Regions from separate parts of the Gasterosteus aculeatus genome. Here region 2 is linked to region 1. A link is a contact called in public Hi-C data. All regions are on one chromosome and are shown on one strand. Each heading gives the region's core, a stretch centred on a gene start, on an enhancer-like site or on the middle of the called end of the contact. The rest is flanking DNA. Distances are from core to core; before and after follow the strand shown. Region 1 overlaps usp43a (ubiquitin specific peptidase 43a). Region 2 holds the start of usp43a (ubiquitin specific peptidase 43a).

Evidence for each region. Hi-C and Micro-C count contacts between places; a contact is called where the count stands out from the background.
Region 2: a Hi-C map of whole body shows a contact between it and region 1, with 2.4 times the contacts expected there. The contact joins the promoter of usp43a here to the enhancer-like site in region 1. A contact is called at or near these places in 3 of 6 Hi-C or Micro-C datasets (skeletal muscle and whole body).

Annotation. Positions count from the first base shown.
Region 1 is chr9:5,573,391-5,578,014 of fGasAcu3.hap1.1, forward strand. The region is part of intron 6 of usp43a (ubiquitin specific peptidase 43a); the gene reads right to left. Among protein-coding and RNA genes, the nearest start is that of LOC144383244, 9.9 kb to the left of the region's middle. Within about 2 kb of position 1,936, at least 3 of the 9 cell types and tissues checked have open chromatin away from gene starts, as enhancers often do.
Region 2 is chr9:5,615,808-5,620,431 of fGasAcu3.hap1.1, forward strand. It overlaps usp43a (ubiquitin specific peptidase 43a), which reads right to left and starts at 2,031. Exons shown (of 16, transcript XM_040187101.2): 1 at 1,067-2,031. The coding sequence starts at 1,705. cfap52 (cilia and flagella associated protein 52) reads right to left here. Exons shown (of 14, transcript XM_078080260.1): 13 at 4,214-4,325; 14 at 3,271-3,643. The coding sequence ends at 3,462.

The DNA of each region.
Region 1 (4,624 bases), core at 686-3,185:
TCCCAGCGAACATAAACTTTGACATTATTAAAGGATTTAATTAAACAATGCTGGTACGAACCCCACGGAGCAATTAATCACTGCCACTTTGCAACACGACACATACAACAAACCTCAACATGGACACAGGAGAGCAAAGTGTGAATAGATGTAAAGTTCATTCACAGAAAAGGGTTGAGTCAAAGCATTTTTGCTTCATAAAACGTGTTCGTCCAACTGGAAGCTCAGTCAGAAATGCGAGTATTAGTAGAAGATTAAGAAAATGAAAGGGCTGACTGTTAAAACAAGCTCAGATAATGAAGAAAAGAAAAAGCTGAGACTAATGTTTGTGTCGACTGCCACTAAATGACTCTGTGTTTAGCAGACAGGAGCAACTCGATGTGACATTTTATGCATATTGCTGCCCTTTGAACAACCAATTCATCTCCTCGCGCTGGGTTGACCCCCACTCCCCCTAATATATTAAACACTGACTCCTCAAAATGACTGTAATGAGTGTAGTTTGACAGTTAAGGAAAGTAATAATAACAAGATTACACTCAACATAATGATTAAGGTCAAGAGAAGAATGCTATTTCAGTTCAATGTCAGAGGTGCAATGTGTAAGGACAGAATTGCTTAAAAACCTAAAGAACTGACGTCATCAACAGGAGCTGAGCAGGTTGCAGAGACTTCTACTGCTCTGTGATACCACCTGCACTTCGAGAGGCGATAGAGAGTCACGATATCGCGGCCTGTCCTCAGTTCAACACGAGCAGTAGATGAGCTGAGAAGTTCAAAGGCCGGGCCTCCGTGTGCCTTTTGATCTTTTTGTTTGTGGCAGAAATGACTCAGATCTTCATATCTTCCTCCTTCCTGCTTCGCTGTCAGGAGACTCCTTCAGTAACATTGAATGCCAAAACAGAACCATATAAAACAAAAAGCTGATGAAACTCTTCGCACAGCTCGCAAACTCGACAGACATGTTCACCGACAAGGTTTCCTAATGTGGAATGAACACGGAATATCCAGCACACAGGCGTATTTTAACAGCGCTCAGCATTCTATTCTATTTAATGTTTCTTACTATCTGGACCTTGAGTCAGTTTGAAAATCAAAAACAAAGTTTGATTCCGGGCCGGTTTCAAAAGTAACATATTGTGCACAATGAGGGGCGCGACTTGGCCCCAACACGTCCCGTGGTTTGATTCTCACCTCCTTCCTCCCTCCCTCCCTCCCTCCCTCCTTCCCTTTCTCCCTCCCTCCCTGAAGCACAGCAGGATGCGCCGCGGACTGAGAGAGCTGCCAGCTAGCTGGAGACAAGAAAGGTGAGACTGGGAAGTGAGAATAAGAGTTCTCCCGCGGGCAGAAGGAAAAGAGACGAGATGCCAATAATAATAAATTAAAAGTACGCGAGAGGGAGAGAAGATTGATGTAACGATCTATTGAACCATTTGTTGTTTTGTTCATTTGTTGCCGTGGTAATCTGTTTATGGTCTGCCATTTTTAATTAAAAGATAAACACAAAGACGGAAGGAGAAAGACACTTGAGATTGGACGTGGCGAGCATTAAACAGCTCAGCCCTGAAAAACACGCCACACTTCATGTGGCGATCGCTCGCCTCTCCCCATCCTCTGCAATGTCACCCGTCTCTCTTGCTGGTACTCCATTCATCAGTGCTTTGTAAATGTGCAACGGATTGCAAAATAGTCAGACTTATACAGACGTGGACAATTATTTTATGTATATTTTTACCGTTCCATTTATCATTGATAATCTAAACTATTTAGTAACATTAAGGAAAAGATCTGTTAAAATAAGTATGTTTTTTAGGTAACGTAGTTAAATATGCTACTTTAAATAATTCTTAACATTACCTGACTTCACTTCCTGGTTGGCTCCCCCGTCACCATGGCTACCAATAGAGCTCACTGACTAACAACAGGCTGCTGGCGCGGACAACCCGAGGACGGATTACTCATGCGGCCTCATTGATAACCGCATCACTTAGCAGTGAGCTCTTCATGGTCCCATTTCTCTTTTCAGCCTTCATGTAACCAGACAGTCACATTCAGCTGCTGCACCGGAGGGAAAAGTCTTTCTACACTGATCTCATCTCTTCCAGACAGAAAAATAGCACGAGTTGTGGAGCACGGAACCAAGAGCACAAAAACACCGGGAGGGGCGCTGCTCCCAGGAGGTTGAGCACCGTATGAGTGACCTCCGTCCGTAGCATCCACACACCTGGCTACCTGGATACCCCCTGGGGGAGTGTTGGGTTTAACCCCAAACCAATTAGTGGTCAGGGGCAGCGGGCAGCCGTCCGACCACAAACGCTGCCGCTCACAGCGAAGCACCTGAGCTTCCTGCCCACAGCAACAACACATTTGGGAGGAATGGAATACACCTGGTGCCGCCTCTCCAACATGGTCCCTCATCTTTCTTCGTCCCTTTTCTCCCCCTGTAGTCCCGCAACTACACACCGTTCACACACCTTGGTATTTGTTTCATTGTGTACAGTGCTGCACATTTGTGGTATTAATATCTATCAATAAATACAAATAAATCATTTCAGCTTTGTTGCAGAACCAAATACAAGTCTGATCAAAGGTTTCTGAGGCACAAAACAGAAAAGGGCTCTCGGGTCAACGGTAGAAAAACAGAGTTCCCCGCCTTGCCGGCGGGTTCACTGGAACACAATTAAGCCGTTGGGCCTTTTGTGGCGCAGGTTCACTTCCGAAAGGCTCGTGGGTTAGAGGAAGCTTCTCCCCGACGCAGCTGAGTCGAGCGTCGCTGTTATTTCCCCCGATGATCTGAGAACACGTTCCAGAGGCGCAGACGTTTCTCCTTAGGTTATTCTAAATGATGAAATACTACCGCGGGGGGGGGGCAGAGTTCCCCTGTGAGTGTCCCTGGCACATGCTTGCTTCTAGCTGCGGGCGGCCGGTAATGGCCTTCATGGAAGCGTGCGCAGTGTTTGCTCTGCAAGGGTTTCGTTTTGCACACGTGTTGCATTTTGTCGACGACTTTGAGATCGAGACACATCGTAGGTCCTTTGTGCTCCCAAAGCCGGGCTTCCTGCTGCAAGACAACACATCATTGTCCCAGTATTTTCAGGGGTGACCAGAAACACGACCCCCCCAAATGAATGGTAATGTCATTCGCTTGTATGTGTAAACAAAAAGCTGCTTGCACAAATTCCCTACAATAACTTAAGAGGCGATGATGCAGTGGCTGAGCTGTCTAGGTATCCAATGCACGGACAGCATCTTCCACATTGGTTTACATTCAACACTGTATGTGTAGGTGAGGAGAACGCGAGGGAATGAAAGAAAGACTAAATCTGAATTAAGAAATGTTAGCACCTGTCCCCAGAATCCTCTTTAAACATCATCAAACACTTCACCTCTCTCTCTCTCTCTCTCTCTCTCTCTCTCTCTCTCTCTCTCTCTCCACAAGTGTGTCTCTATCCGTGCAGGCAGCTCCCACAATCCACTCTGCTCAAATCTTGATTGACTTCCCCATTATCGGAGACCGTAACTGTTTAACTCAGAGGGCACCAAGTGAGCATCACACAAAGTTGGCCCGCTTTGCCTCCCTGAGCTTCTATTCAGTGGAAAGTAAGTCTCTTTTTTTTCTGTGCAGCAATATGGAGCCTTTTGACTCCATTTAAGTACAAATTGCCTGGATGCTACCGTGGCGCTGAGGACCTAATTGATTTCAGTGTTTTTTCAGATCTCCTGCCGCCATTTCGTCTAAATGCAAAACTTGCTTTTCAGCTGCGGTGATTCAGTGTCCCGGGTTGTGACCATGGGGGAACACGCTGCATGAAACAAAGCCTCCGCAGGATCACTGCAATTCATTTACTCAACCGTTAGGTCTAAATAAGCTAAACTTTTGTTTGGACCAGCAGTCATTTGTCCATTTCCACGCTAAAGGTCAAAGCGATTGATCCTAAAATGGAAATGGCTAAACCTCTCAAAGTAACTCACACATCAATACAAAGTAACAACACCTCAAGAAGTTTTTCTACGACTACGAGCTTTTCCCCACAGTTACCCGTCATTGCAGCACTGGGCTTTCGCTTTTTTTTTCACCAAGGCTGCACAAAGAAACTCACACGATAGACCGCGTCGACACCTGTAGCTGAAGGGTTGTTTAGTCTGAGAGACCTCTGCACAGCCCGACATGTGTGTAAAACACACAAACACACCCACACGTCTGCCCCGTGTGTCTTTATGTAACAGTTTTATATATTTAAAGTAGAGTGACTACAGTGTATTGGCAAATTGAGACCGCCTTAAGACCCGGAGCAATTAAGAGTCTTGCATAACCTCAGTAACCATAGTAACACGCTTTCTGCTTCAAACCAATATGGCTGCTTGTAGTTTAGATCTTTTCCAAACAGTGGTGTTTTATTGTCGTAGTTATTGAAATTGGTGCGAAGCCGGATCGGACTTGCTCAGGCTATAAATGTTCCATCCATCACCTTTTATCATGCATGGGCCTCAGCTGCGTAATTCCACATGCAACATTCCACTAAAAGTGACATAAATCCCACTGATAGAAGTTGTGATATCCTGGAATCTGGTCTGCTGTGACCGCATGAATTATTCCGAGGCATGGACCGTTCATCATTTTTCC
Region 2 (4,624 bases), core at 781-3,280, 43 kb after region 1:
TTCCTGCTCCGGCTGTCACCCGGAAGGGCGGGAATGCAGACAAACCACCTGAGTTGCGGGGCATGGCGAGTCAGGCGGGGACGCTGCACCCTGTGTGTAATCAGTAACTGCACTGCGAGCTCAACAAACAAGAATAAAGGCTTGAAACTGGGAGGCAAAGTGGTGAATACCTTTTATTGTCAGTGGTTTACTAGACACACATGAGCCGAGCGTCTTCGTTGGACACAGACTGCCACCCCTTGAACCAATTTTGGTTCCTCAGTCCTCAGTGTAATAAACCTTGCATAACCCACCTCTCGACACATACTGTGGGGGCCCCGGGACACATTAAACCTACTGGGACTGTGTTTAAAAGGTGCCGCTTAGATCCCCTGGGATGAATGTGCAGAACTAATCTAAATGTGTCGATAATGACCTGTCTTTATTGCAGGAGCAGCTCACAGAGGGGTCGGGTGAACCCCCATTGCCCCCCCCTCACGCAGTCCCCTCCCAATGTGAATATATTCCTGTCATCTCCAAGTACCTGCTGAGTGCAGACCACACAGCAGCAGGCCGCTCACAGCAGCTGCATTATTTGGGCCCAGAGAGACCCAGACACCCACCGGCGCTGGAAATTAAACTACCGGGCCGCAGCTCTCTGCTGCCGTGTGTCAATTAGCTGTGAGGTAATGTGATTTTAAATGCCTTTAGGCCCTGTGCCATTGTTGTTGTTTTTTATTGAGCTTTAGCGGAGAACATTCCCAGACAAATGTGCAGTTAATAAAATAACCAGAAATCAATCAACACACTATTTAACTTGGCGGAGTATGTCAGGGCCCCTGGGGGTCTGGGGCCCACGCATGTTTTATGCATTTCGAGTATTTACCAAAGAAATACAGCTCGTATTTGTAAAACGGTAAAGCGTGTTCCCTTTATTATAAGGACATTAACATCTTCCTATGAGGTCATATATAACTCATTTTTGTCAATGGCAGGTGGGTAAAACATGATAAAATAAAAGCTCGCGGTGAACAGGTGATTAAACACGACGCCGCCAAACACGCGCGACACCCCGGTGCGGCCTCACCTTGAACTCCACGGACACCTGCGGCGTGTACTCCAGGGTCCACAGCCCTCGGACCAGCGACGCCAGCTGCTCGGTCACCTCTCCCCTGGCGGCCTGCAGCTCCTCGCCTCTCCCCCGCCCGTCCGCCCCGCCGTGGCCCCCCTCGGACTTGTACTGCTCCAGGCCGAGGTGCTCGGCCAGCAGGTCCGTGTTGCTCAGGCACTGGACCACGGCGTTCATGAAGCAGGTGTTGCCGTGGTTCTTCAGCCCCAGCACCCCGGGGGTCTTGTCGCCGTGGCACCACGACAGCCTGCCCTTCACCGGGCCGCGCGAGGAGGACGCCGCCGCCGCCGCCGCCGCGGAGCTCTTCTTCGCGGCGTCCTCCTCCCGGGCGACCTGCGCGCCGCCGTCTTTGAAACCCCCCGAGTCGCCCGGCCCGAAGCCGCCGTCGTCGTCCTCCTCCTCCTCCGCGCCCGGCGGCTGCGCGTCGCCAAAGTGCGCCAAAGTGCCCAAAGTTTTAAGGATCCTCCCCATGAAATTCCCGAAAGATCGCAGCGATTTCTTTCTGCCGAAGCTCCCGGTTTTGTATTTCTTGTGTTTTCGCTTCGTCGCTTTGGGTTTCAAGGCTTTCCTTACCTTGCTCTCCTTGCGGGTATCCATGGCGCTGGTACTTTGTAGAACCCCCCCCTCAAAAACAACCCAAATGACACGGGCTGCGGAGTGGCACCTGTCCGCCGCGGCTGTCTATCTCTCCTCCTGCACGTTTCTCTCCGCAAGCCTCGCCGCTGAGGTGGCGCCGGTAAGGCGCGTGATTACCGGTGACATCCCGGTTAATTCCCCAGTGGCGCGCGGTTCGTGAAGCGATGCTCGGCGCGGGAACCCAGATGAGACGAGGGTCCTCCTCCCTCCGCGCGCGGCACGTTCAATCACACTTCCTCACCGATGGCTGTCAGCGCCCTCCTCTCCTTTCCTCCCCTCTCGTCTCCTCTCCTAACGTGAAAGAGTTTCCGTTTTGGGGGGGGATTCTCTCTACAATGACCGCCCCCATTCACAGACTTCCTTTGGGTGGAGTGTTTCTAGTTATAGTTGTACTCACTGTCTCAAGCTGCAGCGGCAAAGAGCAAAACTCACCAGACTCGTTTGCTGCACAGGGAACAAGGAAGTTGTTAAATCGACGTTACACATTAAAGACGAAAACTTCTGTGTTGACAGTTTGTCACGTGTGACAATCTCTGTCAGCGTTAAACTGCCCCCTGTAGGACTAATTACACCATCACCCGATTGACGCTAATGCTTCAGAAGAAGATGCGGTTGGCATCTGTTGGATGGTGATTCTGCCATTTGTGTGGTTGTTGAACCTAAACATGACCCTAACTGACCCAAATGTGTGAATAAAAACATTTTTTCTTGTTGTGCGCATTAACGTCAAAGTATGGACTCCTTTTATACTTGACGAGCTCCCATTGCAATGAAAAATAGGATTTTTCAATACAATCATTAAAGTTGGGAAACGCGCACGCAAATAAAGTGAATCACAATTCCTTACAGAAAATGACCCACAATGTCCCACAAAAGCGATGCCCTTTTTCTGTTTGTACTAATTCATAAATGTTTTTGATGGCTTGGTTTGCGCGACACTTTTTGTTGGGAAGCAGGGGTGAGATATTAATGATTTAGATTAGACCCTCTGAACAATAGTGAGGAAGTTCGGATCAGAGACAGGGAAACTCTCTGTGGTCTTAACCGGAATCCCTGGGGGAACCGCTGTTGATAGATCAGCTCACTGAATCTGGGCCCCCTCCTTCACCCTGCTTCCCTCCATCCAGACCTTTCACTTCGCCCACTCGATCTAGTCAACAATTCTGTCTGATATCAGCCAGTGTCTCCACAAAAACAGAATCATATCTGTGAAAATCTGAGGCACTGAATAGTATAGCCTTATTTTTACACATTCTGATTTCATCTGCATTGAGAAACGGTTTGCAGAGCGGGTGTCACTAGAAAAGTGTAATGTGGACACTTTGATGGGAAGAACACCTTCTTATACCTTGAAGTGTAATTTTAAACTCACTTTAAGTGTCGTTCCGTGAATTCCCACATACATTTGGTTCCAGTGGGGAATTACCACTTAAGTGCCTCCACTCCTGCGAATATGTGATATTTTCAATTCTTCTTTTATATCGTTCTTTTACCTGTTGGAAAATGAAACACTACAAAGTCACTGATGCTTAATGAAATGCATTTATTTCCTTTTTGGTCCTAGTATTAACTAACTATTTTCATGTAAGACTGTTGAACTCTCATAACAATTGTTAAGAGAATAGATTAAGGAAGAACGTCAGATACATTTGGGTGTGAATGTGGAGTTCCTGGAGTAGAAGTCGCACCGGGCAGTTCACATGTGGTGTTCCACAAATTAAGAGGGAGAAGGATGAGGAAACCTCCACCGGAGGATGGCTCCGTCTGCGCTGGTGCTGATTATGGTGCGGTTATTGGAGCAGATCTTGACTCTGGTGATGCTGGCACCGTGAGCTATTCCCACGTGTGTGACCGTACCTGCCATGTAGTCCCACACCTTTACCAGCTTGTCATCTCCGCCTGCCATGGAGAGGTGGAAAACATGTCAACAACCTCAGAGACGTTATGGCAGAGCGTGCATTGTAGTGTCAGAGGAGATGAAAACAATGGCTGCAAAGAGAAGAGAACCCTCTCCATCATATATGGGAGTGAAGAAAGACAGACGGAAAGAAGCACAAGGATACCACGACATACACAAACCTTACTTTCATGGTACAGTTTTTAACGCAAGTCACTCAGTATGAAACTACATTTGCAACTACAATTAGCGCCTTGCGGTTTTAGGCCTCTGCCACTTATGGAAGTAGCAGTTTACAACCGTGTCATCGCTTCATTCTTTTATCCTAGTGAACATTTGTGAGAAATGCACATAATTAGCATTATGAATCCTTGAGTTATGGCGAAAATTGCGTTTAGTGAAGTTGCTGTGACCTAAATTTTTGATCACCAAATTTCAATCAGATCATAAACCTTTGACCCTATTAATTCAGTTTGTATTTGAGTACAACAGGACTTTTATATATGTATAATAAATGTATATATTGAATCAAATTGAAAGAAAAAAAAAGAGGGAGGAACAAAGCAGTGGACCTGTCACAAAGTGCTTGCCGTCCTGCGAGATGTGCATGCCGTTGATGGACCCGAACTTCGAGCCCTCCAGCTCTCTGATTAAGGTCCCATCAAACACGTCCCAGTAGGCCACCTGAGAGGGAAGTTAACACATTCCACATATCACATAATCACCAGTTCAAGAGGGAGGGAGAGTGATATTGTCTCTTTACCTCATCCTAAATGCTACTTTCCCTCGGTATCTGCCGGTGTTTGAGTTTTGGCAGTAAGTGGTTTAGAAGATTGATGGAGGCAGACTATTGGCTCACTCTGCAGATGATGCCGGTGACAGCTTGTGTTATTATACTTTTGCATTGTCGTATGATGTACTGTTTCCTATAATGGCATTGTGCAAAATGCAACATCAAACTACCTTTACTGCTGTATTATCTG